Linked DNA regions of Zea mays: region 2 is linked to region 1. Evidence: chromatin contacts called from public Hi-C data. All regions are on one chromosome and are shown on one strand. The core of a region is the stretch at or near the end of the contact, and the rest is flanking DNA. Distances in the headings are between cores, read along the strand shown. Region 1 holds the start of LOC100285854 (SC3 protein). Region 2 holds the start of LOC100384761.

The links. Hi-C and Micro-C count contacts between places; a contact is called where the count stands out from the background.
Region 2: a contact with region 1 is called in a Hi-C map of leaf, with 4 times the contacts expected there. The contact joins the promoter of LOC100384761 here to the promoter of LOC100285854 in region 1. A contact is called at or near these places in 16 of 25 Hi-C or Micro-C datasets (bundle sheath, ear, endosperm and 5 more) and 1 of 3 datasets of contacts at active chromatin or transcription factors (leaf).

What each region holds. Positions count from the first base shown.
Region 1 is chr2:211,910,002-211,912,985 of Zm-B73-REFERENCE-NAM-5.0, forward strand. It overlaps LOC100285854 (SC3 protein), which reads right to left and starts at 1,372. Exons shown (of 13, transcript NM_001158744.2): 1 at 1,183-1,372; 2 at 813-875; 3 at 611-715; 4 at 436-498; 5 at 99-132. The coding sequence starts at 1,239.
Region 2 is chr2:212,321,739-212,324,722 of Zm-B73-REFERENCE-NAM-5.0, forward strand. LOC100384761 reads left to right here and starts at 1,559. Exons shown (of 5, transcript NM_001177219.1): 1 at 1,559-1,912. The coding sequence starts at 1,754.

The sequences.
Region 1 (2,984 bases), core at 122-2,621:
TCGGCCTGGTCGACGTCCCAATCATGATTAATCGCCTAATCGGTCACCATCAACGACCAGACGACTTGAAAACTATGCAAGAAACGATGAGCATTTACCTCTTGCTGCAGCCTCCTCTCTCCGTTTTAGTTCCTAGTTAATATAACAGATACAACAGTCAGAAAATGCGACAGTTTTTCATAGGTTCATCCAATTATATCAGAGTACAGCAGAAAAAAATACAATTTGGGGCAGCGAAGTAGAGTCTAGTAGGGATTTAATAAGTGAATTCCAATTCACATTTAAGCCCAGTAGGCAAGGAACAAAAAATAAAGCAACCATCTGAACAACAACAAAACCAATTATCTCAAGCTTAAAAAAGGAGCCGTGATTGTGTTGTGTTTAATTAAAACTGATATAGATGTAGATGCATGTGTCATGTCATGTGCAGCATACCTTCTCCCTCTTGTTTAATTCCGCTTCCCTTGCTTGCAGCTCCTTCTCTCTTTTCTTCAGGTCCTGGATATCCACAAATCACAAGTTATTGGTTGTGCTGAACAGCATGTCCTAGTAAGTGTGTTCATTATAGCCACATTTTGCATGTGCGAAAGCAATGCACATTCATATGCACCTTTGACGAGTCAAGGGGTATATCCACTGTAGCACTGAAGTCTGCCGGTTCAGGAGGGAGCGGCGAAAGGCGTGAATTGGATGTCGGAGGCACGTTTTGGGGGTTCTACATTTCAGCAGAAACAATACAATATTGAGCAGACAAGCAATACGATGTACCATACCACAGGGGTCGCATAGCTCATAAGAACAGAACAACTCACAGGCATATAAAACGCGCCACCGCCAAAGTTGGATTGCCCGCCAGCCTTGCCGCGCGTTTGTTGCTACCAAGGAAACCCATCAATAAAAACTTCAACCACAGCCACGCACAATAGGTTCAAGGGCAGCATTGCATCATTAGGCTAGAAAAAAGGAGAAAAAATGCACTAGCGGTGTCGGTGACGGCGATACTGCAAGCCATCGCCGAGACGTGGTCAGATCTGCGCCCCGTCCAGATCCAAAGAGGAGTGAAGTAGCGAATACCCCACTGATTCTCGGAAAAAACCCGGTGCCAAATAAGGAAAGTAGATATGTGCCCGGGCAATGGTGGGATCGCCAAGATGAGGGAGGCGGAGGATTGGGCGCGCGTACCGAGAAAGGGTTCACGTCTTCCTCCTCGAAGGGGTTGCCGTCATAGCGCCCCGCCATGCTGCTCCGCCCCTTTGCTTGCGCCGACAATGGCGATGGAGATTGGAGTAGTGAGGAGGCAACGAGGATTCCTGCCGAACAGAGGAGCGCCCACACGCAGCGCCGCGCCCACAGGACCACACCGACACCGAGTACATGGGGCGGGCGGTGTCGACTCCTCTTTGCCGTATTGCGAAGGAGAGGCGGGTGAACCTACACGGAACCACATGTGACATGTCCGGCCAGTAACCGTTCGTGGGCCAAACTTTGCCTTTTTGTCATATACACTGCTGGTTTTTTCTCACTGCTGTTCCCCCGTATCTCGTGGGCCCGTTAAATTCATAGGAAATGTTGGGTCCACACGGTTACGATGTGTAGCGCGCGATATACGAATATATTTATCTCTTCTCTATCTCTACTATATTAGAACATCAGTTTTAACGGTAATTTCACGTCAATATTTTTTTTAAAAAAATCTTACATTTCTTTAGAATCAACCCACACTCATATAATTTTTTCTCTACTAATATAATAGGAGAGTTTATATAAAAAATAAGGTGAAATTATGTATAAGTGGGTGTTTGAACCTTAGTTGTTGGCTCCACATTTACACCCATCTAATCAATAGAAAACATATATTTTATGTTTTATTAATTCAAAATTTATCATATATCATATATATAAAAACTGTAACAATGCACGAGTATATGATAGTTATCACTTAAAACACAACTTCTCTACATACTATAAGTGGAGCCGAGTAAGGATTTGTTTGAGTACTCTAGTATTGACATCAATCCACATATGTTGAGATGGATTAGGGTATAAAATAGTTTAAGTTACACCCCAATCCACCTCAATACATGTGGATTAGGATCAATACTAGAGTATCCAAACTAGGCCTAAGGGTTCTATGCTTGCCACCTAGTTTTATCTGTCAGACATAGGGAGTGTGTTATGGTCAGTAGATCGCTATGTACATGTACAACAATAGATTAAACGCCAAATTCCAGTCAAATCATGTATCTATGTTGGTTGTACTGATCGACTTTCTTAAGTCGATTATCTTTTTAAGTTGGTAGAAAACAAATAAATGAACATAAACGTGCATCGAAAGCGACTGAAAAGGAAGTAGATATGCCTAAAGCATGATTTAGAAGATTAGTGGCCCTAGATCGACACATGGCGCATGTACAACCAAATGTGTGATAACAAGCCAAAATGACATCAGAACTACCCAAACTATAAACCAGAGCTAGGGCCAAATAAACAAAAAAGTCATTAACCTAGGAGCATCTGTGACCAAGACCCAATGATCATACACGCAAACATGGATCGAGAACTCCAAAGAAGTCTATCCAAAACAAATAATGCGACTGAAGCATGTAAGACACGGTGCCAAATGTGTATCAGACTTTCGAGTTGTCGTATGCACATGTTACAACCACATGTCGTGGAACGTAGCAATCGGGTGAGTGATATAGATCTAATCGTATAAGATCAATCTAATAACATGAAGCTTAATTGAGAGAAAGTAGGTTGATCCTACACAGGATAACTAGCACATCTTGCCAACAGGTTTAGTACAAAATCTACCAACGAAAAGGTGATACATTGTACTGCCATGATGCAATCTATTAGAGACCACATCAGGGCAGCATGTCGCTTACCTTGGGAAACCATTAAGAAAGGAGTGGCGATGCACCAAAAAGATGAGAAGCACACTCCATTGGGTGAACGTCTGTCTTGTCTTCTGTCTATTGATA
Region 2 (2,984 bases), core at 309-2,808, 410 kb after region 1:
AGACGGCCATTCACCTTTTTTCAGATGCAATTTTGCTAAGAGATGTTGGTCCTTGGTTGGAATCTCTCCTTCTCGTTCTGCGGATTTATTCAACACCATTTTAAGAATCAGAAGACGTTGGCAAGTCCCTTGGAAACTTGAAGCCATAATCTTATTGACCTGGGGCATTTGGAAATGCAGAAATAATTGGGTGTTCAATGAGACCCCGCCCACGGTGGAAGGTTGTCGAGATATGTTCAAATCTGAAATGAATCTTCTTAGTCATCGAGTTAAGCCAGTAATATGGGATAAAATTAGAGTCTGGCTTCTTTATTCTGCTCTGTAACTCTAATTTTTTTCTTCTGTACTCACCCTCCTGTATCTTTACCCCACTCTTGTTTCCTTAAGCAATAAAATACTGTAGGCCCCCCTACATTTAACCTTTACTTCAAAAAAAAGTTGTACAAGACTTAACTCAAGCATGGTAAGCAGTGTATCAAGGGCTTTCATGTAGGAAGGGGAAAATGTGGAGGCCCGTGCTTAGAATTCAAGAATGCACCTCGTTTTGGAGCTTCTTGCCAGATCCAGTTCTTTAGCCACGTTGCAAGACGCTTTGATGATCATTGATGGTTGATGCGGTAGTAGTAGGATATTTTGGCCAAGGCAAGATGGATGGAACACAGTAGCAGGATGCAAAGACTGCACCGCGTTTTGTCCATTGCCATTTGCCAGTAATGTTCCTCTGAATATCTGATGATCATTGTTGTAATTCTGTAGTCTGAAAAATACATTTCTCAGTGCCCGGTTCCAGATCACTTGGTGTGATTAAGCGTGGTTATCTAGACTATAATGTAAATACCAAGAAGTCTAACAAATATATTAGACCATTTGTGATCCTATTGACGATTGATTTCACTCCACGTCCACCGTTTGTTGAGATGCCGCTGAAAATTTTCTGGTCCAATCCATGCTTGTCGTCCACCCCTGCAATCCAATTCCATTTGGAGACTGGTTTAGAGCTTGTTCGGTTATTTTCAATCCATATATATTGGAGGGGATTAATATGGATTGACAGAGATTTCATTTTATAGGAATTAAAACATCCTTAATTCCCCTCAATCTATATGGATTGGAGTAGAACCGAACTCGCCTAGTTTGGATACTTTAGTAATTAAAGAGATTAGAGTTAATTGAGATGTATTGTGGGAGTTTTTGATTTATTGGAGATTTATACACTCTCGAATCCTTCCAAACCAATTTAATACTAGAGTACCTAAACTAGCCTTTAATGGATAAATAAATGGAGGGAATTTATAGAAGAGACTCTAGATCCCTCCCCTCTATTTTACTGTCCGCTAAACCAGCCCTCACAGACCCTATTCAAGTCCCCGTCGGGTCATACGATTCCGAATTCCAATGCACTACTACACTGTCGCAACGGGAAGAAAAGATGGAGGTGTGGGGGCCCACCAACCAGGTCCCCACGTCACGCACGCTCTCCCGCCCGAGTCCGAGGCGCCGCACAAAACCACAAACCACCCAGACCCAGGAATAGGATAGGAGCCCATAAATGAAAATCCATCATCCCACGCCACGCCCACGCGAACTAAACCCGAAAAAACAGCAGGCGGGGCAGGGAAACCAGAGTACCATACCACCGCCCCGATACCGCGACGACCCGACACCTCGTCCACCTCTCCTTCCGAGTTCCGACTCATACTGGCTATCCACCGCCTGTCTCTCAGGCGATCAAGTCGACCAGAGCCGGCAACCGATGGTGGTGGTGGCGGTGGGAGGGGGCGGCGGCGGCGGTGGCTGGGGGACGTGGGAGGAGCTGGTGCTGGGCGGCGCAGTGCTCCGGCACGGGAGCGCCGCGTGGGCCACCGTCGCCGACGAGCTTCGGACCCGCTCTCCGTGCACCTTCTCGCCCGAGGTACGTACCCCGCACCCTGTCAAACCCTAGCTCGTGTTTACAGCTCCAGACCAACTAGGATACGGATTAGGACATGGCCCTAGGGCCCGATCGGCGCCGAATAACTGTCTCGACCTAATATTGAGGATAGGGTTTCATGGCCCTACCTTTGCGTTTGATTTTGCAATGCCCGTAGAGCTATGCGATTCTATAAATGCTGAATATCTGTGATCGAGATGGTTTCTTGCTGAGTAGGCTGTGCGATTTACAATGCAATGATTTTGAGTTGAACAGAGGGGAGCCCAGAAATAACCATGTGTGCATTAATGAAGTGCGATACAGTAACTAGCAATGGCATGACGATGCACATTGCATGGTTTCTGCACAAATTTCTGCTTACATGTTATTATAGCCATTGAAATTGTGTGCACTATTTGCTTATTTTCAAGTTCACACAAGAGGAGCACACTATTAATTATTATGTTCGGTTAGGGGTGGATTGAAGGGGATTGGAGGTAGGGATGGTAGTGGGTAAGGTACCCAATGGGCACACCGCACACAAAGCCATACCCGTACCCACTAGAGAAAAATGCCTCATACCCGCTACCCATCATGGGTACAAAATTACGCCATACCCATACCCACCATGTGTAGCGGGTACCCATACCCACTAACATTATAGTAGACATGATCATTTGAATCGTAAAAGTAAGTACCAAATACAAAACATTGAAACCCCATACCTCATCAATATAGAAAGATGCTAAAATAACATACTATCTTTTTCACAGGGTCAACAACATTCAACATTAAATGGAAACATCATACAAGCCCATGCACATAGTTATTAAGGCGGTAAGGCGAGGTGCGGCGTTCCGCCACCTTCTGGACGCCTAGGCAAATTAGGCGCGTGGCGAGGCGACGCCTTATGAACATAGGCTAGACGAGGATACACACAAATCCTAACACTATAGCGGCACAAAAATTAGAAGGATCAAAGAATACGAACATTTTTGTTGTCCAATCTTGAGATGTACTCTCCACTCCCCCTTTTGCAGTTGTTGTTGCCCAATGGCGGAGGACGTCGAAAAAT